Regions from separate parts of the Gossypium hirsutum genome. Here region 1 is linked to region 2. Evidence: chromatin contacts called from public Hi-C data. All regions are on one chromosome and are shown on one strand. The core of a region is the stretch at or near the end of the contact, and the rest is flanking DNA. Distances in the headings are between cores, read along the strand shown.

The links. A called contact is a pair of places that touch in the nucleus more often than the background predicts.
Region 1: a Hi-C map of leaf shows a contact between it and region 2, with 2.0 times the contacts expected there. The contact joins the promoter of LOC107949828 here to the enhancer-like site in region 2. A contact is called at or near these places in 7 of 34 Hi-C or Micro-C datasets (anther, callus and leaf).

Annotation. Positions count from the first base shown.
Region 1 is chrD03:37,979,589-37,985,727 of Gossypium_hirsutum_v2.1, forward strand. LOC107949828 (NAP1-related protein 1) reads left to right here and starts at 3,719. Exons shown (of 11, transcript XM_016884600.2): 1 at 3,719-4,040; 2 at 4,615-4,737; 3 at 4,842-4,892; 4 at 5,063-5,134; 5 at 5,284-5,394; 6 at 5,486-5,547; 7 at 6,116-6,139. The coding sequence starts at 3,912.
Region 2 is chrD03:37,840,752-37,846,751 of Gossypium_hirsutum_v2.1, forward strand. No RefSeq gene overlaps it. Among protein-coding and RNA genes, the nearest start is that of LOC107949922, 14 kb to the left of the region's middle. Within about 2 kb of position 2,775, at least 9 of the 9 cell types and tissues checked have an H3K27ac peak or open chromatin away from gene starts, as enhancers often do. A contact at or near this core is called in leaf, where this site is marked.

The DNA of each region.
Region 1 (6,139 bases), core at 2,469-4,968, 140 kb after region 2:
TTTAATATTTTTGCATGAATATTGACATGATAGGAAAATCGTATGAAAATATCGATAGAAAAATTTTACCGATTTAGTGGTTAGTTATAAAAAGAAATTATTGAAAAAATTGGGTAAAAATAAGGTATCGAGACCTCGATCTCGTAAAACCGAGTCAAAAATATTTTTATAATTATTTATGAAATGTTAGTAATATGGTATTAAAATTTTGTTAGAAATTTTTAATGTTTGGGTAGTCAATTAAGTAAAAAGGACTAAATTAAAAAAAGGTGTAAAAGTTACTAAAAGGATTAAATAGTTCAATTGTTAAATGAGGAGGGAATAAATTACAAATAAGCCCAAAAGGAGATATTTTGGACGGCATAAGCTGAGAAAAATAAGGAGAATTGAAGAATTAAGGGTAAAATTGAAATATTGCAAAATTTACTTTAAAAGTTAGGACTAAAGTGGAATTATCTAGATTTCTCTTTATTTTTCTGCATTCTCATCAGTAAAAAACGTCCTAAGGGTTTCTTCAAGCTGGTTTTTCATAATTTTTGCACCAAGTGAGTTAATCCTTGCCTTTTTCTTGTAATTGTTGTGTTTCTAAGACTTTTACAACTAGGTCCTATTACTAAATTCATTAGTTTTTGATTTTATGAATGAAATTGAAAGTTGCTATGAATATGTTCTGGAATTTTATGATGAAATAGCATGAAATTGAAGCTTTAATTTGTTTATGAGATGATTTTATTAGGTAATTTCAATAGAAATTGATTTGTAGGACCTAATTGTGAAAAGGTTTGGAATTAAAGTCTAGTACTAAAATTCTGATTTCCAAAGCTTATAAAGTAGTTTAAAGTGATGGGATAAAGTGTTAATTGAGAAAAAAAAGCAGCTCAATTGAGAGGTTAATTGAGTAGGGATGAAATTATCATTTATTGAAAGCTTAGGGAAAAATGGTAATTAACATCATGCACTAACACAGTTTTGGACAGCAGCAGTAGTCTAACTTTGAAAAATCACTAAAAATTGTAGAGATCGAATTAGAGGGTGAAAAAAATGTGAAATTAAAGCTTATTGAGTCTAGTTTCTTATAAAAGAAACGGTGTAAGTAATATAATTGTAAATCATGAGATATAATAGATTTTGTGACACAAGGTCAGAATGAATTCGGGTTCCCCTGTTCTGACTTTGGAAAATCATCAAAAATTGGATAAAAATAATTAGGAGCTTAAATTTATATGTTTAAAATTCTTAATGAGTCTATTTTCAAAAGAAACAAGCGATAACATCATCCGAATTCTGTACAATAAGATAATTAACTTTTAGTGAAGAGAGGTCGGAACTGTCAAATAGTGAAACAGGGGAAACTTTAAAGAATAAACTGTACTTATTGGCTAAACCAAAAATTCTGAAATTTTATGATAAGAATATATGTGAGTCTAGTTTCAGGGAAAATTAGCGGATCTTAATTTTGAGTTCCGTAGCTCAAGATATAAATAATTTAGTGACTGTAACTCAACAAGACAGCTTTGAATGCACTATAAATAATAATGGAATTATAGAGAATGTTACACATGAACATGAAATGTATTAGACTAATGATTAAATTTATTTATTTAGATCCAGAAAATTCAAATACGAAGCTAGATCGAGGAAAAGAAAAAGTTCGGGATTAGTAGATTTTTGTTTACGAACAAGTATCGAGGTAAGTTCGTGTAACTTGAATTATATTCTTAAATGCTTGAAATGTTTGTTATTAATGTGAATATGATTTGAATGTTCATTATATGAAAATTGATGAAACACTGATATATTTGATAAAAAGGGGAAGAAATCCCGGTTGAATGGAAGGAAAATTCGATGGATCTCTGAAAAGGAATTAACGGTAAAAAGGATCTAGCCCGGACGGGTGATCGTATCCTGATATAGCCCTCCCGAAGAATATGTGGAAAATGAATTAAGCCTGGACGGGTAATCCGAGTTAGGGTTTGAATTTAGCCTAGATTGGTAATTCAGATCCAAGCTCATTAGAGTAATTGCCATTGCAGGGGATTTAGCCTGGACTAGTAATCCCGATAATACTCTATGAGTTTATATTACAGGGGATTTAGCCTGGACTGGTAATCCCGCTGTAAGGATGAGGTTCGCGGGAGTGTGCTCTCTGAAATGGAAATGTGCGCACATAAAATATGAATTGACGGACCTGGATTTGTACACTAAAGTGTACCCCTGAAAATCCATCGAAATTCCAAGTAGTTCAGCTGGATAAATATGGAAAAATAACAAGGGAATGGAAATCATGGTATTGATGAGCTCATCAATCATGGTATAAATTATTGATACATGGAAATTATTGGACAAATTTGAATGTTGAGTTTGTGCATGATAAGGGAAAAATGTATGGAATGAGTGTATGAATGTTCATTGCATTGTATTGAAAATATTAAGTAAGTATAATTCTTATTACATGAACTTACTAAGCACAAAGTGCTTACCCTGTTTCCTTTTCCCCTGTTTTGTAGTGTTAAGAGCTCGGAAGTCGGATTTGGTCGGAGACGCATCACACTATCAACCTCAAGATCTCGGTATATAAAGAAACTTTATTTTGGAAATCAATGACATGTATAAGCTAGTAAAGTAAATGTTAATGTAAAATGAATGTATGGTTAGCCATTGGTATGGCTAACAAATTTTGGTTTTGGTTTGTGATGAGGTTATCTTATGAATATGTTAAATCTGTCTTGAAAATATGTTGAAATGGATTGGTTGTGTTGGATTGGTCTCGGTTTAAAATTGCAGGGAAGATTAAATACTTGTAAAGGGGTTATATTGAATTCAAAAAAAAAATGATAAAATCTAGTAATGCCTCATACCCCATTTCAGCGATGAATACGGGTAGGGGGTATTACAGTGCACATTTATTTTTATGTTGGATTAATATAATTGTTTGTACATGCCATATATCAAACATCAAATGGTGGTAATTCGATAGCATTGTTAGTGATTTATGAAAATTAAATCAAATAAAATTTTCTTGTATAAAGTCACACAAAATCAAAGCTAATATATGAAATTGCACATTGGATCAAAATTCATATATAATTTTGATATTTATCTCTAACTTATTTTAATTATAAAAGGTCATTTTCATAATTTTCTTAATTGAGTTGGTGCTCGATTGATTCATGATACTAATTTAGTCAGGGGATTAAATAATAAGTACAGGTATATAATTGATGGAGGTAATAAGACATGCAAAGTATAATTTAAATGAAAAAAATTACATTAAAATTGTTTAGGGGTAAGATTAATGTTTAGTAACCTAAATAGTAGGGTTCAAATTTGACTAGAAGTAATTTTTTAATTAATTTTAGATAATATAATTTATTTTAATTACGTAAAGACATTGTCATAATTGATTATAATTATGGAAATATATTTATATAATTTTTTAATCATATTAGTATTTGAATCAGGATGGATAATGAAATATAAAGAATTAAAAGAAAAATTGGAGTGGTTTTAGTTTTTTTATATTTATACAAAGATATCAAGGTTTCTAATGTAAGCCAACCAACCTTATGGACACTACGGCAAGGCACCGAGAAGATTCCATATCCGAATATCAGATACTACTCTCAATTTCTCAAAACTAAATGACCTTAATACCCCATAACGGCCACGTTTCAGCTTATGATTGATTCATTTGTAAATACCCAAAAATATCCCAACTGAGCGGATATAAACTCCCAAAACCCTAACATTCTCCCCTCTTTCTCTCTCTCAGTCACTTTTGTCCCCCGTGGATATCAGAGGGAAAACACAAAAACTAGGGTTTTAGAGAGAACGGGAGCCAAAGTGAGAGAGAAGAGGCAGAAATTTTTAGTAGTAGGGTTTTATTATATTGCTTCTCTAGGGTTTAGAAAATGGTGGCCGACAAAGGAAAGAAGATGAAAGTAGCAGAGAAAGTAGAGGAAGAGAACCATGAACAAATAGATGGAGACCTCGTCATTTCCATCGAGAAGCTTCAAGAGATCCAAGATGAGCTTGAGAAGGTTCATTTTTATCTACATGCCGCTTTTTCATTTATAATACACGCTGATTTTCTTTTCTTTTTCTTTCTCGCTTGTTTAAGGTGTATGTGCTGGAAAATTAGCAAAATTTAGAACTTTTTTAATAAAAATTTGGATTTCCCTTTGTTTTTTTATGGTATAATGTTAATTGAATGTTGTTTTAAATGTCAAAGTATTGAATTTGCTGTAATTTCAATTGTGGGTCAATGCCATAAATGTTTTATATGTATATTTATTTGGTAGTCACTTTAGATTATTATGTCTTATCGCGGAGAAGGTGATTTAATGTTGATTGCTGATTCCTGTATCTGATCTTCTATGTAGTATGATTGAGTCCTTTAATGTTTTCTTCCTTGTATCTAAGTGTCCCCTAGCTTTGTTAAGCACGATTTTTTTCGTGTGTGAAGTTACTTCGGATTATCATGCCTTATTGTGGAGCAGGTGATTTAATGTGGCTATGCTTTGCTTAGGAGCGTGCTGATGAAGTGGTAAATTGTCACATATGGTGTTTCTGATTTTAAGTTTTTCGGTCCTGTTTATTATTTTTTGGTTGTAGATCAATGAAGAGGCAAGCGAGAAAGTCTTGGAAGTGGAGCAGAAATACAATGAGGTTCGCAAGCCGGTCTATGATAAGCGGAATGAAATCATCAATTCAATTCCTGATTTCTGGTTAACAGCTGTAAGTGATTCTATTCTTTCCTTTTTAATGAGGTAGACAATTTGTTAAATTTGTTTACATATTCAGAAGAACATATTAAATTGACTTGCATTTTTCATGTGCAGTTCTTGAGCCATCCTGCTCTTGGTGATCTTTTGACTGAAGAGGACCAGAAGGTTTAAAGTCACTTCTTTCCCAAAGTGAAATTATCATTTTTTACTTATTTTACTTTCCAACATTGATTTTTGATTTTATTTTTCTTATAGATGTTTCTTGATGTTTGCCTGCATTTTGTGAATTCTTTCTTATTTATAAATCTTCTTCTTTTCAATTATTTTCTTGATAGATATTCAAATATATTAACTCACTTGAAGTGGAGGATTTTAAAGATCTGAAATCTGGATACACTATCACATTTGTAAGTTTATCCATATTCCTATTCTTACCTTATTTTTGGTGATTGAAGTTGATCTTAATTTCATTTGCTTGCACTCAACTACTGTTAGAAGAAACATAATTCATGCTCTAATGTATCTGATGATTTGTTGACTGGCTTTAATTTTTCAGAACTTCAATTCCAATCCATACTTTGAAAATACAACACTTACGAAGACCTTTACCTTCCTCGATGATGGAACCAAAATTACCGCTACCCCAATCAAGTGGAAAGAGGGCAAGGTCAGAGTTTCTCCTCTTTTGATGACTATTCTGCTTCTTGTTTCCTGTTTTCCTTGGATATCAAATGAAATTATTTTCCTTAAATGTTAAGGGCTTGCCAAATGGAGTTAATCATGAGAAGAAAGGAAACAAGCGACAACTTGCTGAAGAAAGGTTTGTTTATTATACCCGTCAATCAATTTTTCTCAGGCTTAGGACTTGAGTAACATTAGACCTGAGATCAGTTTATTAATATCTCCATGCTGTGAAATGCAGTCACTTTGTGTGGTGTGCAGTGTTATAAGAGTTGGATTGGTGGTCGAACTAGTCAGACTGCCGGTTCCTAGTTCAACCAATCGAACCACCGGTTGAGCAATAGTTAAATAAATAATAAAAGGATAAAAAAATTCACAACTGATTGGACCGCCTTTTTCCAGTCATGGTTCCCAGTTTTTTACCAGTTCATAGCAGTTTGCTCTATTTGTGGTTATATATCACTGTTGAACTGGTTGGACCTCTGGTTCCCGGTTCAACCGGCTGGTCCAGTCTGGTTCTGACAATACTGGTGGTGTTTTTATAACTGCTATGTATTTATATATCTATGTATGTATATATTTGAAATTTCTTATAACATGTTTTAAAGTTCATATGGATTTATGCCACTTGAATTTGATCCTTCATTTCTCAGTCATACTGTAAACCAGTTCTGTATTGTGCTAAATTTTATTAACATATAATGCAGCTTCTTTACCTGGTTTGCTGATGC
Region 2 (6,000 bases), core at 1,525-4,024:
GCTTTTTGCTTCTGTGTCTGTCTTCCTTATTTATTGTTTGCAGATTTTGGCAAGGTCAACAAGCATTGGAAGAATAACCCTGGCCCTTTTGGTGCAAAGCCGGTGGTGTCTGTCGTGCTTCGGGCGTCGAGTGCGCTGTAAAGGCATGAGGGGACGTACGACGCACTGGGGCTGTCTGGTTGTGGGTTGAATTGGGTCTATTGGGCTTGATATGTAATGGACGGTTTAATATACCTTCTTTTTGGAGTTTTATTTATTTTGATTTTGGATGTTGGGTCTTACTGGGCCCCGGACTAAATTGGCCCACTACAGTACTAATGGAAGATGAGTTTGTAAGTGAAGAGATTAATTTAGAGGGAGCCGACTTTCAACATATGTAAACCCCATCCTGCAAACATAGAATTTACCTAGGACGACATGTTGAATCTCATGATTGGCTCGCCAAATTATGCTTATTAGAAACATCGTATGGAGATTTTTATTTTATCAATAGACGAAAGAGCATGGTAATTGAATATGGATGGACTCAACCTACTGTCACTATTGCTCATGGCACTATAAACCCAAAGGAAATAAGCAAATATAGTACTAAACAACATTGCTTAATGGGTAAATCTGTTAAGAAAGCATGGGATAATTCTGCAAAATCAACATAAAGGGAATGCTGTTTTACGCATGTCAATAATTTATATTTTAACATTCAAATTCGAAAAGCTTAAAATAATTGAAGATGCGTCTTACAATTTTTTGAAGAGACAAAATCAAAATATATTCGAACAATAATGGTATTGGAGGATAATTGAAGATTATATTAATTAATGATGTAATATAATATCATGATATTAATTTTTCAAATTTTTTTCTATAAATTTATACTAGAGCTCTTAAAATTCTTTTTTTATCTTTATGTTATTTTTTGGTGCAGGTGAAAAATATTTTGAGACTTTATTTTGAAGAAAAAGTCAAATTTCAACAATTATTTTTTTAATCACTATTATTAAATATGTTTATTAAAGTTAATTTAAATATCTTTCCTATTTATTATGAACTATTATTATAATTAATACATGTTTTTTTTTATTTTTAAAATTAACATATTTTTTTAAAATAAAAAAATTTAAAAATTAATCGTGTAAAAATACATATAACATATAATATTAAAAACTAATTGTTATAAAAGAGAATGAAAATGATTCACCTGTTTGTCAGTGATAATATGTACAATACTTTGGGCATTGAACAGCAGCTGGGACCCAATACCTGCCCCATCACCTTATATATTTTGCAATTTAGTTTGAAATAATTAAAATAAATTATATGTTATAATATAAATAAATATATAATTCTTAATTACTAATATATTAAAAATTATTTTAAAAAGTGATACACCAGTTTAAATATAATTTATAATAAAAATAAATATTAAAAATTTTATTACTCGCGTATGCATGTGAAAGTTACGTATTTGGAATATAGTGATTTGCTTGAAAATAACATATAATAAATAATAAAACATATAGTTTGAAACTAATTAATAATAATAAATAAAATGTGTACCATATTAAATTGGAAAATATTAGATTAAAATGAGAGCGAGACGAAATTTAAACACATAAGTTGTGTACATTAAAATAAAAATACATAAAAAAATTAAAATAAAACTTTGGTTGAGAGGTAAATTTAAGATTTTATTAATTAAATTGGTGTGAGTTCAAATCCCATTGTATACATATTTTTATTAATTTTGTTAAAATAAAAAGAATTTAAGTACCCTAAAATAATAAAACTTAAATTCAGTGAAAGATAAAAGGAGATGGAAAACGACTTGATCTCAGCCCCTCTCCCGCTGTCCATGGTGGAGGAGAAAGCCGCCAAAAAAGTTCGCTTTCGGAATGATTAGTCTGTTCATGAAGATCAGTTGATGGGGGTGGACAGTAATGGAAATCCCTTGAGGATTGACATGAATATGGTTGGGCGTAGGTCCTTCAAGGATATGTTGGTAGAATCTGTGGATTTGGCGAATCGGAGACCACAAGAGGAAGATGATGATGATTTGCAATTGTTAGAGGATGGATGTGTCTGTTGGGACGAAAGATAATTTGCTATCGGTTAGATTTTCTGATCGAGTTCATCATCTTTTATATAAGAGCATGTCTCGGGCAATAGTTGTCACTTGTCAAATTGCTTGGAAGAAAGATTGGTTATCATGCACTTACCAGCAGGATTTATAGTCTGTGGAAGTCGTCAACACCTATTAGTGTCATGGATTTAGAAAATTATTATTATTTGGTTAAGTTCCAATTTAAAGCAGATTATGTTAGAGCACTACTGAAGGACCTTAGGTTGTGTATGGGCAATATTTAACAGTTTAACCTTGGTCGGAGAATTTTTCTACTTCCCAACCTTTCCCGGCTAGTGTGGTTGCTTGGATTCGACTCCCTGGGATTCTTGAATTCATGTATAGAAGAAATGTTATCAAGACCATCGAAGAATTGATTGGCCGTGTTATCAAACTAAGATAATAATACAGGGAAGGCTCAGTATGGACGTTTGTTCGCATGGCTATTTTATTGGATTTGAACAAACCCCTTGTTTCTAAGATTAAAATAGATGGTTGTGTGCAACGAGTGGGGTATGAATCTCTTCCTAATGTTTGCTTCGCTTGTGGGAATTATGACCATATGAAGGAAAACTGTTTTACGTAGGTTAAGCACAATAGGCCGATGGAGGAGGGTGGTGTTATGCTGAGTGCGGTGAGAGGTGTTGCTGTTCATAGTGTGGAGGTTGATGCTTGAAAAAAGATTGATAAACAGGTTGAAATGGAGGCGTTTGGTGAGTGGAAGTTGGTGATTCGTCGGAGCCGTAACCTAGTAGAAAGTCTACCACCGGAGATGGGACAAAGGAACAGGTGGGTTTTCAAGGATCACGCTTTAATGTGCTGCACGAATTTCAGAATAAAAATTCCGTTGAAAATCAAGCTACAGATCATACAAAATCAGCTAATGTTAAGGGCAAAGGGATTTCTATTTATGACAACCCACTGGGAGTTGATGAGGAGGTTTGTTTTATGATGGTTGATAAAGAACAAGGGGACTCTAGGCCCAAGGATGTATTGATCCATAATTTTATGGATCCAATAAAGAAATCTAACAGGCCCAATATTATAATGGGAAGCTCTTCTAAAGGTGGCAATAAATCTGAGGATCTGGTTGGTGATTTATCTCTTATACATGTTGGCCTAAGTTCATCTAACCTAAGCATAGATAAAACCCTATCTGCTCAAGTGACTTCCCAAAATTTCAATAACATGTTAGTGAGGGGAAAGCACATTTCTATGGTGAAAAGGGTTCCGAAAACTTTGTTGGATGCTGCTTTCCACTCAGTGGTCTCATTCGTGGAGAATTTTGACCCGAATATCATGTCTGATGCAACGCCAAATCTACTTCTTCCCTAGTTGTTGCTAAATACAATCCCAAGTCAATGAAGAAGGGGGGTTCTAAAAAGTTGAGGAAACCACCCAATATCAATTTACTTAAGGTTAAGGGTAATAGATTTGAAGTCTAGGATCCTGATGCGATGTCCAAAATTGCAGAAAACATCGGGATTGATAAGTCAAATAATGAACCTTATTCTGCGAATGGAGGGCTATCAGAGGTTAATGCAATTGATGCTTCTTCTATTTGAAACGGTTTGGTCTTCTTATCTCTTTTTGATTATGATGTTACCGAATGTTTTCGTGTGAAACTGTCAAGGGGGAGCTAGTCCTAAATTTTTCAGAGTAGTTAGAAGTTATTTGGATGATTATGATTTTGAGGTTGCATCTTTTCTTGAGTCTAGAATTAGTGGTCTTAAGGCTGATAATTATTTCCAAGCTTGGGTTTGATTGTTCGCACATAATTAAAGCTCGAGGATTATTCGGAGGTTTGTGGGTCTGTTGGAAAAAGAGTGCTCAGGTTCATGTTATTAATAATGATCCACAGTTCGTCCATTTCTACATCAAGAAGAACTTGGTTTTTAAGAAGTTGTTTGTGCCATTTGTTTATGGTAGCCCAGACAAGCGATTACGTAGTTTTCTTTGGGAGCGGTTGGATCATTTGGCTCATTCGATTAAGGACCCTTGGGTGTTGTTAGGGGATTTCAACTCATTTTTATTTCCGGATTAGAAGAGAAGGGGTCGGCCAACAATCTTAGGTTGTAAGTTGTTTCAGAAATTCATTCAAGATAATGGATTACGGGACCTTGGTTTTCAAGGACCGAAATTTACTTAGCGAAGAGGTGTAGTTTTTGAAAGGTTGGACAGGGTGATTGGGAATAGTGAACGGTTCTATTCTTTCCCAGACGCTGTTCAGTTTCACCTTCCCCTGGCTAAAATTGGATCATTGACCCATTTTGATTTCTTCACAGTCGACTAGACAGATTTGGTACAACAGGCCATTCTGTTTTTTGGCTTCTTGGATCCAACACTCTTCATTTTCGCATCTTATTTGGGATAGGTGGAAAACTAGTTTAGATATGCTAACCAATCAGATCTTAAAAAAAGGAATAAAGGAGTGTATAGGCATATTGCTACAAGGAAGCGCTCACTGGCTCGTCGTATTGAAAGTGTCCAAGCTACCTTGGATCATAAGTGCTCGAAGTTTCATTTGGATCTTGAAATGGATCTGTGTTTCGAATTTGAAAAAGTGCTTGATGAGGAAAAGTTACTTTGGATGCAAAATTCTCGGGTAGATTGAATTCAACAAGGGGACAGAAACACAAAGCTTTTTCAAAACAAAACTCTCTCTAAGTGTAAGTTTAACAAGATCTCTACTTTGAAGATCGGTGGTGTTTAGTGCTATGATGATAAAGAACTTCAAATAGAAGTTGTTAGTTTTTTCTCATTGTTGTATTCTTTGTCTGACCAAAACCAGACTCTGTTTCCTCTACATGGTTTCTTCCCTCGCGTCAATTTACATGATATGGAGTCCCTAACTAGAGAAGTTATAGTAGAGGAGATTTGAAACGTGTGTTTAACATGCGGCCTTTGAAGGCTCTAGGACCTGATGGTCTTTATACCTTGTTCTATCAGAACCAATGGGAGACAGTAAGACAGGATGTGTACAATTGGGTCTATGGTGTGTTCTCAGGCCAACCTATTGATCGAAGTATTAACAGTACTCTTTCGGTTCTTATTCCAAAAAGCCAAAGTCCTAAGTCCATTTCCCACTTTCGCCCAATAAGTCTCTATGAAGTCTTATTTAATATCGTGACAAAGACTATTGCTAACTGATTCAAGCCTATTTTTCGCTCACTTATTACATAGAATCAAGTGAGCTTTATCGTTGGAAGACATATTACAGATAACATAATTGTGGCTCAAGAAATAGTGCATTCGATACACATCAAGAAAGGAAAAAAAAGGCTAGATGGCTATAAAAGTAGACTAGAAAAGGCATATGATCGAATCCGATGGGATTTTATTGAAGATACTTTGTTGGATGTTGGTTTTCCAATACTTTTGGTGAAAGTTTTCATAGAATTCTTGTTTTTTGTCTTTATGAAGATTGTGTGGCATAGTAATCTTTCCAACGTATTCTGTCCATTGAGTGGTATACGTCAAGGCTGTCCGTATGGAAAGGTTGGGACATTTTATCCATAAAGGCGTGGATGATAAGACTTGGAGGCCTATTGCATTAGGGAAGAATGAACCAAAAATTTCACACCTCTTTTTTGTTGATGACCTTTTCTTATTTTTTGAAGCAAATGTGGATCAAGTAAGGACGATTAGGGAAATTTTGGAAATTTTTGGTTTGGCATCGGGACATAAGGTTAACGCTAGAAAAACACATGTTTTTTTTCCAAAAATGTTGACTTCAATGATGCTACTGAGATCTGCAGTGCTTTTAGGTTTAAAGCAATATATGACTTGGAAACTTATTTGGGCATGCCTTTGTTCCATCAACAAGTGACAACTAGTACTTTCAAATTTGTGATTGATAAGGTTCGGAGGAAACTGGATGG